Linked DNA regions of Triticum aestivum: region 2 is linked to region 1. A link is a contact called in public Hi-C data. All regions are on one chromosome and are shown on one strand. Each heading gives the region's core, a stretch centred on a gene start, on an enhancer-like site or on the middle of the called end of the contact. The rest is flanking DNA. Distances are from core to core; before and after follow the strand shown. Region 1 holds the start of LOC123092889 (homeobox-leucine zipper protein HOX19). Region 2 overlaps LOC123092892 (protein SHORT HYPOCOTYL IN WHITE LIGHT 1).

Region 1 (4,891 bases), core at 1,529-4,028:
GAAATCAAGGCAGAAGATCAAGAGTCATGGTGTTTTTTTTTCTGGTTACCTAGTAATTACTCAACAATCTAACTGAAAACGACATCTGATGGATGATGAGGCAGAAACCGTACGTCATTAATTACCAGGCAATACCACGAGCTTCTTTCTAGTCAAATCAGAGTGGTCGTGTGAAAATTGGCCTGGTTAACCAGGTTGGGGTTACAACTTACAACGGTGTAATTAACATAACTGAACAGATGGTTAAGCAAGAGCAGAAGAGAGGCTAAGCTTTCCCATTAACAATTAAATGAACCAGCAAAGGCGAAAGCAACCGGGACGCAAAGTAAAGTTTAAGGCCCGACAAGCACAATCATTGAAACGTATATGCATATAAAAAAAGTCAGAAAGGTATACACATTACACACGTACGCACCCGACAGCAAGAGCCTCTCTCTAGCCCTCTCTCATGTCATCATCCAAACACTGCCTGACACGACTAGGAATTAGTTCATCACAGCGGCGGCTTAACCTATTATCTCCTCTCCGATAATCAGCTTTTGAACACAAAAAGGCAGAGAAGCCAACCAAAAGGAGAGGTCCACGGTTACATGCACGCACAAGAATATACAATGGCCGGCCGCTTCGAGTACTAGCTACAAAGCTACTACGGCTGGATGTTTGACTACCTATCGTCTATGGATTGCGCCTATGATTGATGGATGGATTAGCTAAACTGAACAAGATTCGGGACTAAACCCCCAGACCAAGAAATGGCAAAAGTAGGAGGATCATGTCCATGTCCATGTCCTGCAGCTGGCTGCAAGGATCATATGTTACTTGCGACGTGAGGTATTAGCTATGGCGGCCACTGCTACTTACTCGTAGCTAGCTATGGCGGTGGTGCTGATCGATGTTGATGAGCGTCGTGTATGTACGCGCGGTCCGGTGGAGCGCAGATCAGCAGGCGGCGGAGTGGGTAAAGGGGTTGAAGAAGTGGTGGGTGGCGGCCTTGGGCCTGTCGGGGTCGACCTTGCCGGCGGCGGTGGCGGCGGTTCCGCCGAGGCGCTCGCAGGACGGGCAGATGGTCAGCGTGGCGGCCGGCAGCTGCATGTAAAACGGCGCCGGAGGGGCCGCGGCGGAGGACGGCGTCCCGGGGTGTTGGCTGGCGTTGTTGGGCGGTGGCGGCGGGGCGAACTTGATGGCGCGGAGCTCCTGCAGCTCCCGCTGCAGCCGGCGGTTCTCCTCGGTGAGCGTCTCGCAGCAGCGCTTCAGGAACTCGCAGTCCACCTCCGTCTGCTTCAGCTTCGTCCTGCATGCACGTGTAACACGGGATCCAACGTTAGCTATACAAAAAGTTCACCGCCAGAACTGAAACAACCCGTAATTTTAGGCAGAGGGTTCCGCTAATTTTTCATGCATGCATGGACGTAAAAGAAAATGAATTGAGATAGGAGTGCAAGTGCAACACACAAAAATGATTGCCCGTGTATTTTTTAATTTTTTGAGAAGATGAAGAGGTGTATAATACAAGGATTAATTGTTTCAAGTCAGCTCTAGCAGGAGACTGTAAGCTGGAGTGGCAATATCATATAGACATATACTCGCGTATAATACAAGGTTACTAACCTGGCTCTTCTGTTCTGGAACCAGACTTCCACCTGCCTTGGCCTGAGGTTTAGCTGCTTGGCTAAAGCCACTTTCTGCTTCTGCTCAAATCCAAAAAGGACACCCAAAAAAAAGCTGTTCAGTAACTCATTTTTATTTTTGATTCAGTAGCTCATACTCCCTCCGTCCGGAAATACTTGTCATCAAAATGAATAAAAAAGAGGTATCTAGAATACCATAGATCAAGAAAGTAAACCAGATTTGTCGATTTTGCTTGTATGCATGTGTACGCGCGCGCAAAAATGGAGAAGATCTCAGCAGATGATAGATGATGCATGTTAGGTATCCGCGGCTATCTATCGGCGGTGAATCGATTCGAACGTGACTAGTACGCATGCGTACGTAGCACGTACAACGTACGTACCGGGTTGAGGGTGCTGTGCTCCTTGAAGCGGTCCTCCAGGAGCGCGGACTGCTCCTTGGTGAGCCTCAGCTTCTTCCGCGTGCTGCCGTCGTCGTCCTCCTCGGCGCCGGCCGCCGTGGACGACACCATCTCGCCCAGGTCCGCCTCCTCCGCGCGCTCCCTCTTCACCGCGCCCCCCACTGACATGGACGACACGCCGCCGGACGCGGTGCTGGTCATGGTGGTGTCTTCCGGCATGCTGAGGGTCAGCGACGGCTCCAGCGACGGCGCCGCCTCCCACAGGGTCAGCCGGCTGCTGCTGTTGTTGCCGCGGTGCGCCGACGACGACCCGTCGCCTCCGCCTCGGCCCCCTCCGCCCAGGGACAGTCCCAGCGCCAGGCCGGCGTCGTGGACCTCCTCCTGCGCCATGGCGTGTCGCACAAATCGGCAGAGCCAATGGTCTCTAGCTAGCTTGACCCAAGAATCAGCAAACTATCTTGTCTATCTGCGCTGCCTTGCCAGGCGCCGACTTGAATCCTCTCGCAAGTCTTGCAGGGTGTCGCGGAAGTGTATTCACGCGTCTGTGTAGGAGAGGAGAGGAGAGGGGTGGGGAGGAAGGTAGGAATGAGTGAGGGGAATGAATTGGTTGAGGCCGAGGGGTTGAGAATATTTGAGGAGGAAGAGGAGCGAGGGAGGGAGGTGTGGAGCCGCCCGGGGGGGACAAGGCGATGCAAACCCACATCACACGGGCGTACGCGCACGCGCACTCGACACTTGCGAATGTTTGACAAGCCCAGCAGGCAGCAGGGAGATCGACCCCTCGCGTCGGGAGGGTCCAGACTCCACAGACCAGAGTGCCGTGCTGCGCCCTCCCTCTCTCTCTCTCTCCCTCCCTGCGCGTGTTCCCTCCTGCAGATCTGCATATTTTTCATCCTGTTCTCAACAGCCAGCCATCGCTGCTGCTCAAAAGCCCGGTTTTTCTTTTAGGTTTTTCTCGTGCTGCTGTTATGGATGATTAGGGGTGCCGCGTGGACGCGCGTGTGTAAAGGGGCCGGCAATATTAGAAGCCGCACGCACACATCAGTCTCGCTTGGCCCCTTGTGCCCACACGCATGCATGTAGGCATTACAAAAGGTGAGACATGCAGCAGATCCTCCGTTTCTTTTTTGCTTGCTACTACTACGAGTCTGTTCTGTTCACCGAGGGTGGGCGCGTTCTAGATCAGTTAGGTACGCACGTACTCCCTCCGTTCCGAATTACTTGTCTTAGATTTGTCTAGATACGGATGTATCTAGCATTAAAATAAGTCTAGATACATCCGTATCTAGACAAATCCAAGACAAGTAATTCGAAACGGAGGGAGTACGTGTATAGATGATAGACTCGTCCGTTCAGGTACGGACACATCCACATCCCGCTTTGGTTCTAGTAGAAGAAGTATTTCACATGATGATCATGCATGGCTCGATAATTGTTAGGTATTTGCACAAATGATTGTGATGGAGATGGATGCGGTTGTGGAAAAAATATTGCGACTCATCATGCACCCACCCAACCATATGAACCACCTTCCCTTCCCTACGTATGCGCTCATTTACTAGACGTGTAGTTGGCCGGCCTGCCCTGGTGTGTGTGTGTGTGTGTGGTTTCTTCCCGATCCCTGGTTACTTTCCTTGATCACCATCAAGTGCTACTACTGGTATGGACTTTTTCTGCAACCTGGCTACCCTCCCAATTCCATGTAGCTAGCTTAGGTCTTGTTGGCTGGCCTCTAGCCCCCGGCCTTTCCCTCGCCACCTTCCTGCTTTCCACATAGGACATGAGCGCGCCCCTGGACCGGAAACTGACCTCTTTTGCGCGGTGTGGGGCAGGGCTGCTGCCTCATCCTGTGACATCTTTCTCAATGATAGGCCTGGAGTGAGTTCACATTGCATCCGTCCATCAGTCTTTCTCATCTCTTGCTTGCTAACCAGGGCGTTGTGGCTAACCAGGCTGGGGAGAATTAATTGTGGCACGACTTTCTTCCTCGATTCTACTGGCGCTTCCACTGTTTTCTTGGTTGGTTTACGTTCCTTTTTGTGTGTTGCACATCATCACATGGCCTGCCTTGTCATATACAGTAGTAGAGGGGAGTTGGAAAACAATAGAGGAATTAATCACGCAATTCCGATTACTCAGAAACTCCCAGTTTGAAATTAAGATCAAACGCACTTTATTAGTTCATAGGCAGAAATGGCATGGACCAGCATCGCGACCAACATTCATGGTGGATATATCATCGTCGTGTACAAATTAGGATACGCCCGCACCTCGCATGCCTACGTAATGCATGCGTGCCAAACGTCGAAACCATCAGGATTGCACCATGATCAGTTCGCTGTTGCACGCCACACAAGTCGGATTCTCCTTTGAATGATTGAAACTTGAAGGACACTGGGTCACTGCACATTGATTGAGGGCTACCATGCCATCGATCCTTGACGGCCACACATGAGATGTTGGCGGTGTTCTCTTTCCCTCTCCACGGCCTCCATGGCTTCATGCATGCATATACTATGCATCTGTGCATGGGGGAAATGAGCGAGCTGCCGTTGCATTTGGATGGGGGTTCCCTCCCATTGCCTGGCATTTGCGTAGGCAGGAGAAGAATCGCCGGGGGCGCTTCCAATTGGCCACAGTGTCTGGCTCACAAGGGGAAAAAGCTGGTGACGTGGGGCCTAGCACTCTGCTGGATATCGGTGCCTCGATCAGTCCGGGATTTCTTTCTCGGAGAGGTTGCTTTGGGCGCTAGCCGCGCGTATGGCCTTCTTCCCTCACTTTTGACAATGAATTTCGATGTGGCCAGCTGCTCCTCCTACAATCTGATAGAGGGATGGGGTGCATGATGAGATGTGTTATTGA
Region 2 (5,318 bases), core at 726-3,225, 740 kb before region 1:
ATTTTATGTCATATTTGTGGTTACCTGCTAGCCAAGAAATTGATGTCACGCTGGTAGTTGGTTCGTGCAATCAATACACCAGTTAGGGTTGCAGCTGCCTAAAACAGAGGCAGGAAAAAAAATCACCAGTTGCATCCGTTGGCATGTGGGCATTTGTTTTTGAGATATTAATAAAGGTTTAATTATTCAGCTTTTGGAAGATGCCTGGCTACCTGCTTACTGCATTTATTGGGCAAGCTAAATGTTTCCACGTAGTGTACTTGCCATGTACTCCCTCCATTCGGAAATAAGTGACGCTGTTTTGGTTTTTGAACTAAAACAGCGTCACTTATTTCCGAACGGAGGGATTACCTCTCAAAGCTGTAACTTACAGACTTTGCATTTCAAAAACTTAAACAGCGTCACTTATTTCCGAACGGAGGGAGTACCTCTCAAAGCTTTAACTTACATACTTTGCATTTCAGGGGGACACGGCAAAGTCCATCGTTGAGATTTATCAGAACGATGAATTTACAGTTTGTCTGAAACGTTGCATTGATGCTTGTGGAAAACTCAACTTTTAGTCTTTTCTTTCAGTAACTTGTTTGTATTTTCTGTGCAGGTGGTCTGCACATTTGGAAGCATGGTGTTTATAAGCATCCTTCTTGTTCGAGGGATATGGTCTGGAGTAACTTACATCAGAGAAAACCGATACAGCTATATTCAACAGCTCAAGGACGACGACAGCCGGTGGAGCAGAGTACAGCCCGCTGGTTGATCGTTTGCTTTCCTTGCTGGCAACATACTCTGATTCAAAGGGCCCATGAATTATCCAGGGCCACTGTTGAGATAGCATGGATGCTCCCAGCTGTGCACAAAATGCTGATGTTTGTTGTTGCTATAAATTGCTGCTGGAGAATCGAAGGAACCCCCCTGTAGTCTATACAAATAAGTGGTTCTCTTCAACATGATGGTAAAAAATACCGGCGACTAATTGGGTTTTATATCTGGCCTGGCCCCATACTGGCCGGGCCGATCTCGTATTTGTTGTAGTATGAAAGGTGGTGCGAAATGCCTATGGTCAGTACAGTGTAATTCTGTTTCATTTTGATATATGGAGTGGTACTGAATATCCAAAGCTAGTATTTTCTCCTGTGATGCCATGAACTAGCTTGACAGAGTAGTAGTCCCGCTTCTGCAGTGGACGTCAAAATCTTGCCGGGCAACTGTCTTTTGATCTCCATTGGTTTACAGAGGGAGTATGTCTCAGTCTTGCTGCTTTTGGTCGTTCGTTTAGATTCTTTGTTTGCTACTCTCGCCTGATCATTTGCTCAACTGCTTCGTGTTACCTGATGCTTTGAGTTTGAGATTCCTCCTTTGGCTCTCGCTAGCATTTGGTCTGTTTACTTCTAAAAAGGAAGAAGGCCAGAGACAGCGGAAATCCAAGACAGTAGTCGTCACTCAGGTCAGGGGCACTGAGGTGTAGTATTACACCAAACCCTTATTATTGATGGAAAACCTATCAATCTATCAGAATAGATCATGCCATATATCATCAATCGATTTGAATCGTCACGCTTTTCGTTCATTTCAGCCACGCCAACAGACACAACCACGGATCCCGATTCAGAAGATTCTGAGAACGGCGAGTTAGGCTAAGACTTAGGAAGGGCATTTCGACCCTGCCCTAGTTCTCCATCATTTCACAGTATTTAGCCAGTTTGACACCTTTTTGTCATTATTATCACGCGTGCCGACTAGCTACTGCCTACTGCCGATCACTTGTACTACAAGTGTCCCAAATCTTGCTTAGCAGGGACAATATGTCTCTCATACTCCGTCGTGTGTACAACCATGCTAGCTACCCCGTCAGCCAGTTACCCGTCGCCATCGGCGTATTCATGCCGAATCCCTGACGACCCATACTCGACCGTCAGATGCGCATCGGACGGCGCCGCACGCCGCCCCGATCTTCTCCGGACCCATGCGCCTTTATGAGCAAGAGCGACGTGCCCGGCCGCCCCGGAAATGTGGGAGTGGGAGGTGCGCGTCCGTCCACGACGCAGAAAGCCTGCAACGCTGCTGCGCCACATGACTCGCGGCACGGCCACTGGTGGAGGTCTCGTGTTGCACGTACACCTTTCTCTACCAGCCATATCTTGTTGCGGTTGACCGACGCTTAATCTTTGATCGTTTTGGCTGATCCGGCGACAAACATTTCAATCACACAGTTGGGTCGCATTTACGCCGAATCTGACCCAGAACAACAATTTCCTCGTGGCCCGATTTCGGTGGTCCGCTCGTATAATTCCCAAGCTGCTGGCAGTTAACACGCTAAGGCAAATCATTCGGGAAAAAATGCTGCTGGCAGTTAGCACTAGCGATCACCACTGGTTAGGCATGGGGCTGCTGCTGTTTCGTCGACCGGTCGACGGATGATTGAGGCGGCATTTTTCTTTGGAGCACTGCTGGTCGCTAGGCGCGGTACTACACTGGTACGGCACTGGTCTTAGGGGTGGACACGAACTAGTTCAAGAGCCCTATCATTTTGGCCAGGAGCGCACATGCTGACGAACTCTTTCTTAATTTTCAAAAGTAGCCAGACTGAACTGTAGTAGCTTGGACCGCATTTCGTGGTGTGATATGTTAGTAGATTAAGATGTAGATCGGGAGTGCTTTCTCTAGTTTAGGATGAACTGATAAACAGTAGAGCCTACGCCACCATTCGATAGTTATCGATAACAAGTAGGGAAAGTTCATGAAGGCACTACCTATTTGGAGACTTGCAGAAACAGACAACACATCAAACTCAAGCCCTTTGTGGAGTGCTACTACATGCCATGACATTTACCCAAGAAAATGCGTGCCTCTTTTTATTTTTTTGTGACGGAGGAAATTGCGTGCCTCACAAACCAAACGACCAACGCCATCAGTATGTTGGTCCATGCCATGAGTATTCGTGGTACCGCGTACATGGTTGGGATTTGAAAATCTAGGAATGATGCAAACAAACGATTATTTTTCTTACCCCTACGTGAGCTAACGGCGTATGACTGGAGCGAGCGGTCAACCAGACCACAGCTCCGCTCACCCCAAAGGCCCAAACCACCGATCTCGCACGGCAAAAACGAAGCAGCCGGCTGCTACTTGGTTTTTCAAACATAAATTATTTTGAAACAGTTTCTTTTTTTTTTGAAACAGCAAACATAACTTAAGAACAGTCGCCACTTGCGAGCAGCCGTGGACTGGCTCGAACAACTCAGAGCATGCTTGGATACGTTTTAGTCCCATGACTAAAAGTAGTGGGACTAAAACTTGCTAGTCTCACCCATGCTTGGATCCAAATACTAAAGAGACTAAAATCTAGTTATTGAGCATTTATTATCCTCCAAACCCTCCAATCCAGAACTAAGGAGAGGAATTAAATGAGGAGAGAGAGAGCTAATACATATTTTAGTAGGTTTCCCATGACTAAAAGATTTTAGCCTCAAGACTAGTCCTAGCCTCTCTTTAGTCAGGGGTGCTTGAAACTTTAGCCTCTAAAAGAGACTATTTTTAGTCAGACTAAAAATAGTCCCTTGTATCCAAGCACCCTCTCACTCCTGCTAATACAATCCGTAGACTATACCCTTCTGTTTTTTCGAGTCAGAGTTGTGTCAGGACTATGAGACTTCGTTGATTCTCAGGAGTTTGAGCGACACGAGACGAGTCAAAGATGACTTTTGTACTCAAACTTCGGAACATATCAAGTGATAGGGGAGGTTAAATGCTCCCATGCTGCAATGTAATTTCTGCCGTTGGATCTCACATCCTCCAATGGTCAACATCGGTGGGATGTAAACCAGGGCGCGATTATGGACTTCCTGAAGAGCCCTTCTAAAAATGTTAACATAGGTGGGAATAGGTTGAGATACATGCTCCAGTGCAGAAAAATGGATTAGAAAATCAAATGTGTGTCAATGGGTGCATGCTTTTCCACGTAAAAAATGAGAATGAATTTCAAACACCTCAGCGTTGTCGCTCGGCCGCAAACATTAAGATATATGGTTTTTAAATTCTAGTAAATCTAAAACTTGTCTGAATTTCATGAAACTTGGCATGCTATCATGGAATGGCATCAACATGTTGTGATAGAAAAATTATTCCATTTGGGACATATTTGCATATAAGCTTCTAAAAAATCAGAGCTTCTCACACGAAGCCTCATGATGGAGAAACGATATTGGTTGCCTCATTTTGATTTCAAACTTTCGTCTAGTGGCAACATAGACCAACATGAGTGTCGTGTTGAAATTTGAATTTTTTTTGGTTCATTAGGACATTTTTATACATTAACCAAGTTTTGTAGGCAGTTTATGTGCATAATTCAAATTTAAACTACATATACTTGCTCCAATGCAAAAATGGGTTGAAAAATCAAATGGTGTCCTTGGGTACATGATCAGGACCCATGCAAAAAATGGAAATGAATTTTAAACACCTCAGCACCGTTGCTTGCCGGCAAACGTTGAGATACTTAGTTTTTAAATTCTAGTAAATCCAAAACTCATCTGAAATTCATAAAATTTATCATGCTATCATGGAATGGCACCAACATGCCGTGGTAAAAAATTGTCCCATTTGGAGCAAGTTATGGTATACGCTCCTTATAAATCAGAGATTCTCACAAGAAGCCTTGTGGTCTGGTAGGGAAGGTGTGTCACCTTTCCGGACAAAACAACATCTATTGCCCCTTCTTGCCTTGATTTTTTTTCTAGATACAACACACACTGACCGGAGTGTTATGTTAAATTTTAAAATTATTCGGGGTTCGTTTGGACATTTCTATACATTAACCGAGTTTCCTACGCATTTTATGTGCATAATTCAAATTTGAACTACATGCACATGCTCTATTGTAGCAAATTGGGTTGAAAAATCATATGTGTGACCTTGGGTGCATGCTTGGGTCCCATGCAAGAAATGAGAATGAATTTCAAACACCTGGGCATCGTGGCTCAGTCGATAACATTGAGATACTTTGTTTTAAAATTCTAATAAATCCAAAACTTGTCTGAAATTCATGAAACTTGGCATGTGCTATCATGGAATGGCACCACATGATGTGTTATTTTTCGTGTCCAATTTGATAGAAGGCGCACGAATTAACAACCAACAAAGGCATTTTGAAAACAAATAGTTGTCTCGTTATATCTCAAACGTTTGGATAATTTAAATCGTGGCCGTTCTACTAACCATTCACGCGACGCCACGCGTCAAACTTTTAATGGCTAGGAGGTGCCGTGCGGATAGCTGCTTGAGTAGATGGGAGGCGTGCGAGCGCAGTCCGCTGCGCAGGC

What was found. A called contact is a pair of places that touch in the nucleus more often than the background predicts.
Region 2: a Hi-C map of leaf shows a contact between it and region 1, with 5 times the contacts expected there. The contact joins the enhancer-like site here to the promoter of LOC123092889 in region 1. A contact is called at or near these places in 3 of 5 Hi-C or Micro-C datasets (all in leaf).

The regions. Positions count from the first base shown.
Region 1 is chr4B:490,604,890-490,609,780 of IWGSC CS RefSeq v2.1, reverse strand. It overlaps LOC123092889 (homeobox-leucine zipper protein HOX19), which reads right to left and starts at 2,778. Exons shown (of 3, transcript XM_044514737.1): 1 at 2,012-2,778; 2 at 1,609-1,688; 3 at 1,201-1,291. The coding sequence starts at 2,419. The coding sequence ends at 1,201.
Region 2 is chr4B:491,343,353-491,348,670 of IWGSC CS RefSeq v2.1, reverse strand. It overlaps LOC123092892 (protein SHORT HYPOCOTYL IN WHITE LIGHT 1), which reads left to right. Exons shown (of 3, transcript XR_006444922.1): 3 at 602-1,117. Among protein-coding and RNA genes, the nearest start is that of LOC123092892, 6.5 kb to the left of the region's middle. Within about 2 kb of position 1,975, at least 4 of the 8 cell types and tissues checked have an H3K27ac peak or open chromatin away from gene starts, as enhancers often do. A contact at or near this core is called in leaf, where this site is marked.